2 separate regions of the Xenopus tropicalis genome follow, and region 1 is linked to region 2. The links are chromatin contacts, called in public Hi-C maps. All regions are on one chromosome and are shown on one strand. Each heading gives the region's core, a stretch centred on a gene start, on an enhancer-like site or on the middle of the called end of the contact. The rest is flanking DNA. Distances are from core to core; before and after follow the strand shown. Region 1 overlaps poc1b (POC1 centriolar protein B). Region 2 holds the start of dusp6 (dual specificity phosphatase 6).

Region 1 (6,443 bases), core at 2,603-5,102, 86 kb after region 2:
TATTTCAGTTCCAGGGCTGTAAACAAGAGCGCCTGTGCGAGATTACAATCCTCATTCTGTCGATCCTTTTGTCTAACGTAATTAAAGTGTTTGCACATGAGCAGAACCCACTTTGTTCTCATTACCACATAGCTCTCAGTTTGAGAGTAGCAGGATTAAAATAAAACCTCCCAAAATGCTATAAGGGAAGAAAAAGAATCTTCCCACACAAGGGCCTATAAACAGCACTCTGACATCTCCAGTAGTCATAATTGTATTCAATTGACAGTACGTTCAAACTGGTATTATGTACAAAAATACATACCCAATATTAATACATCACATAAATATGACTGATTAAAATCATTATTTTTGATCTGCTATCCAGAATGCTTGGGCCCTGGGGTTTTTCAGATAAGGGATTATTCTGTTATTTGAATCACCATACCTATTTGGACTACAGATAAGTGCTTTCTAGCTCTTTAGTTCAATGAAAATCGTAACTCTGAGTCAGTTTGTTACTTCTGCATATGAGATCCACACACAAGCGGTTTGTTTGGTCAGAACCACATAAGCATCTATGGGAATTTCTATATTTTTAACTGGGCCTTTGTCTACTTTATAGCATAAACACAACTATGTTCTCTGTACTAGCGATGTGACCCCCTCACCCTGGCAAAGACAGGAAAGATAACTGCAAAGGGTTAACAGGTGAAACCATTAGGAACAAGGATGCTATTTCTGACAAAGTGTAAATGCCATTTTTAAAATTGTGCATGAAAAAATTAAATTGCTTAACTAATTGAATGGAATGTAAATGCAAGTTTGCACTGCCATCATGTGGGTTATATCAATTAAGCTGTACAACACAGTGATCACATGTGCCCTAAAGCCACCTCAAGAAAGAGTAGGTAAATGCATGTTGGCTTGTTTGTGATTATGCTTGGAGGCTGTGTGGCTATGTGCAATCCCAAAAACTTATGCAAAATTTATTTTAGGAGCCTTTAAAAAGGGGGGACCAGTTTGGTGAAACTCAATTAACGTTGCCTGTGGTTGGCCATATTGCCTGGTAGACAGAATGAGCTCTGAGCCATTTGAATGGAAGGCAGTGTAGGCATTTCCAGGTCATCAGATGACCTGATACACACTCCAGATAGTCATACTGTTTGGCCCAGTTTAAGTTTTGTCTGATTAGTTTGATCAATTGGACAAATAGAACATGGTACGGGGCTCCACAATCACACAGCAAATGAAACTCATTCAGTTGTATGAAACCTTTGTGCATGCATGGTCAGTATAATGCGTCAAGCATTAATCCTCTAAAAATACAGGGCAGCCTTTGGAAAACAAATCCTTTAGACTGATGTAGCCTTTATTTATGGCAATACAGAAAAGAGTTATTTTTTTTATTTTAACTTACATAATAAACATAATTGGACACTACTAAGACTCCTAAGCTTAGGGGGGGTCACAGCTCTAATAAATTCAAATAATCTCTGCACATAAGGTCCTGTAAACATCATTCAGCCATATCCTAAAAATCACAATTATATTAAATACAGGATATTTTAAAGATTAATCTTATGTGCAAAGGTTCGACAATACAGCAAAATGTTACCATTTCATGTGACTCTTGAAACTGCAATTATGCACCATTTAAACATGTGCAAAAAAAAAAGTGTCTGTAGGCTGTTTTTCCCTTTATTACTGCTCTTAGAAGCAGCTTTCAGGAGAAAAGTTAAAATATACTAAATAATAATAGTAAATGAAAAAAATTAAGTGGCACAGCACAGGAACTGCTATAAAAAGCTTTAACAAGGTAGGAGCTAGGGGAAATCTCAAGCCAAGTAGGAAATAGCTGAAAACCGGAAAGTTTCACCAAGATGTTACATTGCATCAAACAAGATGTACAGACTTCTTGGCATCACCGCACATTCTCATGCAGGAGATACATTTCCACCTTTTTCATAATATGGACAAAACTAAAGATGTGATATGATAACTCTAATATAGGAACAAGACCAGATGAACATTATATTTAGCAATCACCATCAGGAACAGAAGTGTTAGTTTTCACCTGTGATCATGTATATATTACGCAATTAGAAATATATGTACATACTAAAAAAATCAATGTTTAGTTTAATAAAATGTGTACTATATTATATTATTGCCAAAATATGAGAAAACAGAGGCACATGGTCACCCCCCCCCCCAAAAAAAAAAAGGTTAAATGTAAGTGTGGATCCTACCTTTTCCATCCCATAGGTAAATGGGCACAACAGATACCAATATTTTTGTATTATATTGACAGAAGCAGGGGTGTAACTAACATACAACAGACCCAGTGACCACAAGGGACTCAAAGAAGAGGGGCCCCTTAGTGGGGTCTGTTGTATGGTTGTACCACTGCCTGCCTGTCCGCAAGTGCTTGGGGGTGGTGTGAATGTTTTTTTTTTTTGGAGGCTCAACTAATTAACTTTACTAGACAGAAGTAAGAGTATATTAAAAAAAAAAAACAAAACAAAACAAAAAAAAAACATATTTACATTCAACATCAAAATAAAGAATGGGAAAGAACTCTTCAGTTATGCCATGGTGTTTTAGAGCAGATAAACAGCACAACCCAAAGTTTTATAGTCACAATCAGATATTTGTAAATACAAAAAATGGATATTGCTACACTATACCGTGCGCTCGTTGTAGCATGGGGCGCAAGCTGCCGATCCCACTGCTGAGGTTAAACTATAACTCACTGATAAACATGCTGCAGCATTCCGTGTAGAAAGTGTTTATTGTGCAGGATGGTCTGGTTTGTTGGCACAATAAACACTTTCTACACGGAATCGGAATGCTGCAACATTTTTATCGGTGAATCAGATATTTGTAAATCCCCAATAAAGTATCATAGAAGATGCCAGATACACATCATTATTTCTAACATTTAACTCTCGTAAATACTGAAAATGGCCATTTATGGGTGGGAACAAGTTAATATTTGCTTAGTTTTTCAATAACTTTTAATCAGAAAGGCCAGTACATGCCCAGTTCCTATGCCCCTAAGCCATGTATCATTCATGGAATTATAAAATATCACATGGGAATGGAGACTATGAAGACTAGTCAGAGGACTAGATCAATTAGCCAGTTTAATCAAAACTGTCCATTTTTTGGCCAAGTATTTGCCTGCTGGGTGTCAGGAGGGCCCTTAGCAACAGAATTATCTTTCATGAACGTCAAATAGTTCTATGTTCTCTGCCAGCAAGGACACACATGGAATATATAAGGTGTATTTTAGCAAAACCCCTAGTATCTTTATTGTGCAGAGTCGCTATATAAAGCCCCTTCTGACTCTGCTAGTGGCTATTTTACTTTTAATACACACAAGAAAGTTGACATCAGTGGGCAAGTAGCAAAAGAATTATATGTTCTTCACATTACCATGCAAAATCAGGAGTATCAAGTATAAGAACTATCCAGCTGAATAAGTATATATTTATTTTAGGAGTAATAAGTGATTTGCATCTATAAAGATGGGCTAATCATATTGCCCCTAAACTAAGCCATTTCAGCCTGAGATGTTGAGTTGTTAAGCCACACTAAGCTAATAAAATGGTGCCTTTGGTATCCTTCGGCTGCCTTTGTTAACACTGATGGCTAATAAAGACACATAACAAGGTAGTTACATATTTACAAAAGCACTGCAGACAATTTATGGTATTTTCATGAAAGCCTAATGGCCCCAGATAGGTCTGTGACATGTCGAGGGTCAGCAGGAAGCTCATTATTAGACGACAGTCTATACTAGACAAGCACTTTTCTGCAAGGGGCGCATGAATAATTTCCTGTGTGAAAGCCCTCCTGTTAGGATTTCATTCCTCAGGGCATATTTCTTCTAAGAGGATGTTACTCTTCCACAGGAAGAGAGGAAGGAACCAGTTGTTGCTGGATGTGTGGGATGATAGCTGTCGGGCATTTTTTGCATGCCTCAGTATCAGCTGTGAGAATGATGGCTGGGGCTCAAGTTCCCAAGCCCAGGGAGGGAAATAAAATGCTGCTGCCTGTAAAGACGGGGTCACGCTTTACAAGTACAGTGATCTCAGGAAGCGCAGAGACAGAAATAACACCTGGAACGTCTAAACTTCCAACTGCCAGGAAATTGCTCATTTAATCCGCAAGCAGCAAGAAGAATAAATCAACTTGACAAACATTGCTTAAGCCTTTTGCTGACATCTATGCTTTGTTGCCCTGCTACCAGCCCTTCAATAAGAACATAACATCAATGGGATAATAATGTAGGGGAGGCCCTGCACCTTCTGTATACACCCATACACAACATGTCACTATACAAACCCAGGCCGGCTAATTGTACAGTGGCTCCTGATAGAATCCTTCAAACAAAAACCCCAAACACATAAACTCAAATAACTTAGCTCAGTCTGGAGTTACAATTAATTATCTGCATATTTTGCAAGTACAGTATTCATATGAGCAGGAGCCACAAATTAAATGTTTATATTGATCGTCCCTTACAGTGGTCTCATTATTCCCATGAAAAATAAAGGCAGAATTAACGTGCCTTACCAGGCAATATTATGTTACCCAACTTATTCAGTCCATAACTGATCAATAAAACATTGCTAGATATTTTTTGAAAAGAGGGTTTTTATATAAACATACATGTTTAAAAACCATTTCTTATTGCATGCATGGTATCTATATAATCACGCTGCAGCACAGATGTAAAATAAGAAGCATGACTGACTCTCTCAGGATTACATGGACACATGCTGACCCAGTTAGGGTTGAAATTCTTAACCTAAGGGTCAGGGCCTAGAAGGGGTACTCATGCTGTTCATAAAGGTTCTCTATGATCCCCTTTAATCCCGGGGGAACCAAGATTCTTTCTTGGGCCCCTCCAGATTAAAAGCAGTTCCTTGTAGTTCTTTGTGATCTACTGCGTCACAACTCATGAACTGCTTCATTTCTTTTCTTTGGGTGGTACCACCATGTTTAACAAGCAAAACTGACAGATGGCAAAATAATTGATATATATTTGCTTTCAGCACTATCTAACCAAATGACAAATGCATTGCTAGTCCACGAAACGCACAGCAAAATACACATAATGGACTGCTCATCCTTTGCAAAGGAAAGACATCAATTCTCCACAAAATTGTCCAAGTAAAAAAACTCAGATTTTGCATTAAGTTGCATAGACATTTGTAGTATATTGCCCTAAAGCACCCTCAGGTTCAGACTGTGATTCAAAATACTGTAGGCCTTGGCATTTCAAGTACACAGAAACCCATACAGCCCCACACAAGCCCAATAAATAGTGACTGGCTATTGTATCTTACAGCAGCCCCTGTAGTTCAGTATAGGCCTGAGCACCTTTATGGACTTGACATGAATGCCCCATGGTGTAACATGTGCCTTCTGGCCCTCTAGTGTTGATAAACTGCAAATTCCAGTATCAGCTACAAGAGCTGGAAATGCTGGCCATGCTATACACTGTGACATTGAAATAAATACAGATTGACTGATGCTATGTAGAACCTGTTAATAAAGGGAAAATATAACTTTTGATATGAGCGGATTTAATTGGGTTAATGTAGAAATGTATAACTGTTTTTTTACTTTCTAGAGACAATTATGATTTTTTTTTTTTTTACACAAGCATACCGATTCCACAGATTGAAAGGAAACCATGTTACGCTGACCAAATTTTTCCCAACATCCCTTTGGCTTACAGAGTAATGCAACCCCTCCCTCACCTTGTTTGATTGTGAAGTGATGGATTCCATCACATGAAGCCTCTCTGCTTCCCATGGTGGACATATTCTTTGAAAACCAGTGGGGCTTTAAATCCCAAAATTCATCACTTCTGAAACATGGCGAGTGTGGGTTTTGACAAGACAAGTGAGTTTAAGGGGGGGCAGGGGTAAGGAACGAATGGTTGATGGTTTCTGTGGAATCAGGTATGTTTGTGTAAAAACAAATACATTTATGTTTATATCTGGCAGTTCAAATAGTGGCTATGCAGCTTTTCTACATAACTCAACTGAAACTAAAAGCTCATGTCAAAACGGGGGGGGGGGGGTGTTCATTTCCATAGGAAGGTTTACTGGCTCCTGGTAAAATTCATCAGTGTGTACTGTAAGTGCGACTGGGGCAGGAATTGCTGACAAATCTCAGTAATGCACTGCCCAGCATGTCAGCCCTATACAAATAAAGGATAAAAATGAGTAAAACATATGGACAGCTAGAGTGAACAAAGACACAATTGGTTTACATCTTTGGCAAAATAAACACTACATTGGCACAGACATGCTGAGTTTGCCCATAGTTTTATATTCTCTCTGAACAGCCTGTCCTGTATTTGCATTTCCTTTTACTAGGCACAACTGAGCAAACAACTTTTCAGATCACTTTAAGCAACAGATGACATAGAGGTTAAGTTT
Region 2 (6,386 bases), core at 1,166-3,665:
TGTTCCAACAAAAGATAAGCAAACAGGAAAACTACTTAGTGAGAAAACCTTTGGAGGGAAAAGTTCTTTGCCCTTGAGCAGTAGACTGCAAATGTAACTTGTTAAAAGCATAAAACTTTCACGAATGGGGAACTTTGCACTAAGGATAAAGTATTAATCAGTACAGCAAGAACATTCAGTATCTAGTAAAGAAATGCACAGGAGTGATTAGACGCTGTGGGGGAGATAAACAGTGTTATCAGAAAACACATGATAATCTCCTAAGCAATTATCACTCAGCTCATTATACACTATCAGATTTCTTAGAGAGAAGAGGTGGCAGGCAATTTTACATTATAAATGGTATGTTTTTACAAGGAAAGGATTAGTATGGTGGGTCATTACTAACCATGCATTTTCTTTGACTTAAGACTTCTTAGTGCTTTAGAGCACATATAGCTTTGATTCTTGTGGAAGAATCCATTAGCACATCCATGCACTTCTAAAATCCTCTATAGTTAAGGCTTACAGATTACATAAATGGGACGAAGTGCAATATCCATTTAAAAAGACAAAACAAACCTTTACATTCAAACTCATTATCATTAGCCCTAAAGGTTGCAGAAAATAAAACTGAGGAGAATATATATTCTTAATTAACTAGGATATTGTGGGGAAAAACACGGGTTTCAGCATTATAGATTATTATACAATTGCTGTCTTTATGTAGCACATCTGTGTAGCCAAATAAATCTGGTGACTGTTGCTGAATAGAAGCATGCTGCTCAGGGCTGTTATTAGTTCAGAACACTTGCGGGATCTCAGTCACGACACAGATTGAAAAAAAAAAAAACTCTTCTGCACTGCAGCTAGGCTTAGCCAGAGAATTGTCAGCCTCCTCTCCAACACACAATGTAACAACTACACTAATAGCCTTGATGTATAAAGGAAAAGCAATGAAAATGTCATTTTTTTAGGGTGCACCCTTACAGCACAACACAGATACACACACAGTGTCTAACCCAACTTTTGTTATGCACAGATGAGCAATAAAACCCTTAAAAGAAACCTTTAAAATTCTAGATGTCACAAAAAATAGCTATATGTCATGTTATCATTACCAAGGTAAAACCTATAGCTATTTAATAGTATCTATGTAACCTTGATGAGGACCATAAGATTTTACTAGACACAGAACACTGGCAGAAATAAGAAGGGTGCATATTATATGAAGGATTCTAGGCCAGTTTCCTAGGGGCAAATAAGGAGTCCGGGGTGCAAAAAACTAGCATTATGACATTACTAGGTACCATATGTACCAAGTGGTCCCCCTGCAACTGCTTTGACCCAAAGCATCTGGTACATGTCGGTAGATGTGTAAGGGACATACCAAGACAGACCTTGGGGTCTGCAGATCCCGGCCCTCCCTGCCCCAATACCCTGACCTAATGCCTAAAGGGTACCCCCCCGACTTCGGGGTAAGTGTATGCGGGGGCCCCATATAGGGAATTAAGGTACAATCAGGGCCCGAGTTAGAGTGGCCCCTGTGCCTCCAGCATCCCTGACCTTAGATGGGTGAAGTAAAGCAAAGTACAAGGGGTAAAGATTGGGTGATACACGTAACATATGCCCACAATTTGGACAGAAGGTAACACCCCACCCATGAAGTGAGCCCTGTATCCCCGAGTCGCCAGCTCTGGCCATGAGTGCAATGTGCCAGCGGGTCCCGGCCGTTACCTTCCAGGTAGTAAGCCCTGCAGCCCTCATCCTTCAGCCGCTTCATGAGCAGCCCCAGCACCGACTCCCCGCCCGTGTTCTCATTCCAGTCGCAGCTGCTCTCATCGTACAGTACAACCGTGTCGGTGCCACATCTGCGGGCGAACTTCTCCCGGTCCTCCCCGCAGGCAAAGAGCGATCGTATGGGCAAGTTGCCCTTCTTGAGGCGCCGCAGCATGATACCCGGGATGGCAACGTTGATGGCCGCCTCAATGTGAGACGACTCGTACAGTTCGTGCGCCCTGCAGTCCATGAGTAGGAGACGCTCGTTGGCCAGATCCAGCTGCTCGTTCAGCCAGGCCACCGACTTCCCGACCGCCATATCCAGGGGCGCAGCGGGTCTCAACTTCTCTAGCATTGAGGAGAGAACAGGGGGCGAGGCCGGGCGGAGTGAGAGCTGTCCCCAGGGGCCCGACTACACAGGCATGTGCCGCGGAGCGGGAATGCAGCAGCCCGGGCTCTTGTCAATGGGGGAACAGAGAGGCGCCTTCCCCGTCCACAAATCCAACGAGTGAGCTGAATGGCTGATGCTGGGGCTGTCTGCATGCACACAACCCTCTCACTGCTGCCCCTCCTCCTAAGGGATTGTCCCCCTCCAACAGGACGAGCAGCTCGTCTATTTGATCAATGTCCCTGTGGTTCTGAGGCCGACCAGTCCCTGCGAGACTCCGCTTACTGAATGGATACAAACACACAGCGTCTGAATGGATACATTCTGCAGGGCGGCCAATCACAGAGCTCGGAAGAGCCGTTGCCCTGGAGACGGGCCGGCTGGAACAGGTTGTGTCGGGGAATTGTTAATGAGTTTGTCATTCACAAAAACGGAAAGGAATTTCCGCTCTGGATCAGCCGGGTGCAAACAAGCAGCAAGAGCAGATCAGAGGGGAGGGGGGAGAGGAAGGAAGGAGACGGGGGTGGGGGATGGGAGCAGAATAAGGGAGGGTGAAGGAGGGGGACAGTGGAATCAGAGGCAATGCCCTTACTCCTTTATGCTAAAGTTCGTAAGTAACTAGAAGGGAGTTATTACAGTGCAAGCGGCAGGACTTACTCAAAAGGGCAGTTACGCAGAGTACTTTATGCATACTCGCACAGATTTACTCAGTGTGCATTGAACTCTTGCCCTGGAAACGCAAATACGGGAACCTCGTACCGCGCCAACCCTTAGTGGCCCCATGCCGCAGGGAGTTGCAGTTTAATAATAGTCCTTGTCGTTTAAAATACGGCGGCTATCATTTGCTGCTGAAGTATGCAGAGTTGCAGTTGGATAACTAGATGAAATTGTGCCCAACAACAGAATCTTTCTCGCTCTAAACGTTCAAGAAATAACTTATACAGTACCCCACTGGGCTCCCAGCACCTCCAGGGCCCCCAGCACTCACATGGCCTGCATGCTTTATGGGGTAATGGCAGAGGGGTTATGTTCTGCTGCTCCACACTCAGTCCTGACTATAAGTTCATAGGCCCCACAATGAAATGTTTCTTGGGCACCTGGAAAGTTGGCTGTATTGAATTACACATTGTTTCGAACCACACTGGGCCCTTTACACTTCAGGCACTCACATGCTCTTTTTCCCCTGTTGTGATTCTCATATCAGGCAAAGTATATTATTGTTGCCTGTTGAAATCATATACAAAGAAAAAAAGATATTTTTCTTCGTTATTGATTTTGCATTTCCTAAAATCATTAAACAAAAGAAACCTATATTAAAGTATTACCCTTTGCCACAACTGTTAAGTGAATTAGGGGATTTGTAGTTCAGCAGCAGAGGAAGAACCCAGGGTTTTCCCCTGAAATTGTTGGTATTTTTAAATTGCACCTTTACAAGGGCCAGGGCTGCTGCTGGCCAAATGGGTGCCCTAAGCAGAAATTTACTTTTGTACCCCCTCCCCCAAATATTACAGAAGTAAAAATAAAATAATAAAAAAAACACCTACTATAGGGGCCCCACACACAGTGCCCCCAATTTCCCCCATAGACAATGCCCCCATAGTAAGTGCCCCCAATAGCCCCCATAGACAATGACCCCATAGATTGATTGAACTATCCGGGACAGCGGGATGCGCTATAAAAAACGGCGGGACAGTGTTGGGGGGTATGTTATAATATATAAAAATGTTTTTTTTTTTGGAGCAGCTGGGATGGTGCCCCCCTGGGAGTTGGTGCCCTATGCAGACTGAGTACTCCGCTTATAGGGAGCGGCGGCCCTGACAAGGGCTATGATCTATGATAAAATGAATATTCTGTATTCAGCACTAAACGTATTGCAGCGCCATCTATAGCAATTATAGGGGATGCTGGGAAATGTAGTTCAGATACATATGGTATGCCACAGGTTTCAAAGCCATAGCATGTAATGTTCTTTGTGTTGTGGCTAAGCAGTCAAAAGAAGGGACTGATCATCAGAAAAGCTTGGCAGATGCATGAGTATGCAGCAGTGCCTTGCAGGCCTGACACAGTTCTTTGCTAAAATGGTATAACGCGTGTGTGACCTGAAAGTACCCATCCGTAAGATGCAGACATTTTTCTCCTGGCTAGACAGGGAAATGCAATATTGTATACGCGACGGACGTAGGACCTGCATAATTGCGTGTTAGCAGATTCATTCTTGATGGAAGGAAGAGCTGACTGGCCACTTAAGCAAGTGAAGTTGAATCAAAGGGTCCTTTTATGTTGTATCAGCGTTAATCATTTATACAATAAAAGGCTCTTGAGCATCAGAGCACTTTTTGGCAGACTGACAGCTTGCCTGGATGCTTTTTTTCCCACTGTAGTCACTGAAGATAACATAGGAACAAGGAAAGAATGACAGATTTGTACTTTTTAACAATAATGGATTTTAAGATTCGGCACCAAACCAATGTTTTCTCCATTGAATTTGAGACTGTGTAGCATTGATCAAACAATATGGTGGTGACCTTAGTTACACAACAAATGAAGTTAAAATACCTTATGTTTAAGAGGATTGTTTTCCTGTTATCATTAGATCAGAATATAGATTACTCTGTGCAGCAAACATTTATACAAATGACTTAAAGCTGCCATATTGGTTGTCTTGGCTGTGACATCAGTAGAGCAGCTCTGCACTTACAGAGACATAATTCCTACTAATTGAGGATTTAGAAAATAGTACATATAATGTATTGTTTTCAGAGTAATTTTATGTCTAAATGCTGCTTAGCTCAAATACTCTAGGTGACATCTTTTGTGATTAAATCAGCTAATAAGGGTCACTAATCCAATCCTCCCTGTGGGATATAAGGAACTATACCTTGTCTGACCAAGAAGCTTCCAATCATATGACAAATGTGGAAGTTACTTCCCATCCTCCAGAAACACACTAGCAGTTTTGTTTGCACCTGACGAAACTGACTCTACTTTTTATGTGTGTCCATTAGATTAGACATGCCCAGTATGAAACATGGTTTGGGCTGAAATTGGCACATACAGTATATTTGGACTGGGTTTGAGTCAGCATGTCTCACTGCAATGCACAGTACCTTCAGTAATTATGTGTTTCTCCTGGGCTACCCATCCCTCGCTTCAACATTGGTAGAAGAGTCATTGGCTGGTCAGACTGGGGTTGATAAGTTCCTTCTCAACCTAGGCTGAATCTGTGCATCAGTAGTGCCCATAATGGGGGGAGTAAACCTTCACTTGCACAGGGGCTGGTAAGAATTATGTACATTGTTATCTGTGAAGTGCTGTGTTGTTTTACTCCCTATCAGACCTGCTACAGTCATGTTTCTTTCTTCACGACACTACAAAAACAATCCTTACAAAAGTAGCCAATGAACTGCATTCTCCTAAATCTAATGGCCATTCCTTCCTCCTGGTTCTGTTGGACTTGTCTGTAGGCTCAGTTGCTGTTTATTAATGACTGTTTCTTCCTCTTATTGAGAGAACACTGCACTGTTAATGATTAGATGCACTCCCTGAAACACTGCCATCATTTTTGCATTCTATCTACTGGGGTATCAGAAGGTTCTTTTCTGGACAGACCCTTATCTCTACCTACACAACTGCTTTTTGGGTTTGATAATTCTTACAAACATGGTACTCAAATCTTTCTCTTCTTTTCATGTTGCATCCATTCTGTAAAGATTTGCATAATTAGTCACGAGGCTTAGGAAGTTATGTGCCCAGTTCAGGTACAATTCATGAACTAACAAGGCAAATATAGTCATTTGGCCCAGAACCCAACAGTTGCCTTATAGCAGGGATCCCCAACCTTTTCTACCTGTGAGCCACATTTAAGTGTAAAAAGACTTGGGGAGCAACGTGACCATGAAACATGTTCCTGGGGGTGCCAAATAAGGACTGTTATTGGCTATTTGGTAGCCCTTTTGTGGACTGTCAGCCTATAGGAGACTCTGTTTGGCAGTACACCTGGTTTTTATGCCTCCAAAACTTGCCCCCAAGCCAAGAATTCAAAAATAAGCACTTGCTTTGAGGCCACTGGGATCAACATCCAAAGGGTTGGAGAGCAACATGTTGCTCACGAGCCACTGGTTGGGGACCACTGCCTTATAGGGAGCCTGGGTAGGTGAGCTTTGCCATATACCTCATAGACAGGCTGCTACTCTGCTGTATTAATGCTGCATCCACAAGTGAAAAAGTTTGATGGCAATGA

The links. A called contact is a pair of places that touch in the nucleus more often than the background predicts.
Region 1: a contact with region 2 is called in a Hi-C map of neurula embryo, with 1.7 times the contacts expected there. The contact joins the enhancer-like site here to the promoter of dusp6 in region 2. A contact is called at or near these places in 3 of 5 Hi-C or Micro-C datasets (brain, neurula embryo and tailbud embryo).

The regions. Positions count from the first base shown.
Region 1 is chr3:54,982,944-54,989,386 of UCB_Xtro_10.0, forward strand. All of the region lies in intron 10 of poc1b (POC1 centriolar protein B), which reads right to left. Among named protein-coding and RNA genes, the nearest start is that of poc1b, 32 kb to the right of the region's middle. Within about 2 kb of position 3,853, at least 2 of the 11 cell types and tissues checked have an H3K27ac peak or open chromatin away from gene starts, as enhancers often do. A contact at or near this core is called in neurula embryo, where this site is marked.
Region 2 is chr3:54,898,057-54,904,442 of UCB_Xtro_10.0, forward strand. It overlaps dusp6 (dual specificity phosphatase 6), which reads right to left and starts at 2,416. Exons shown (of 3, transcript NM_001045578.2): 1 at 1,717-2,416. The coding sequence starts at 2,113.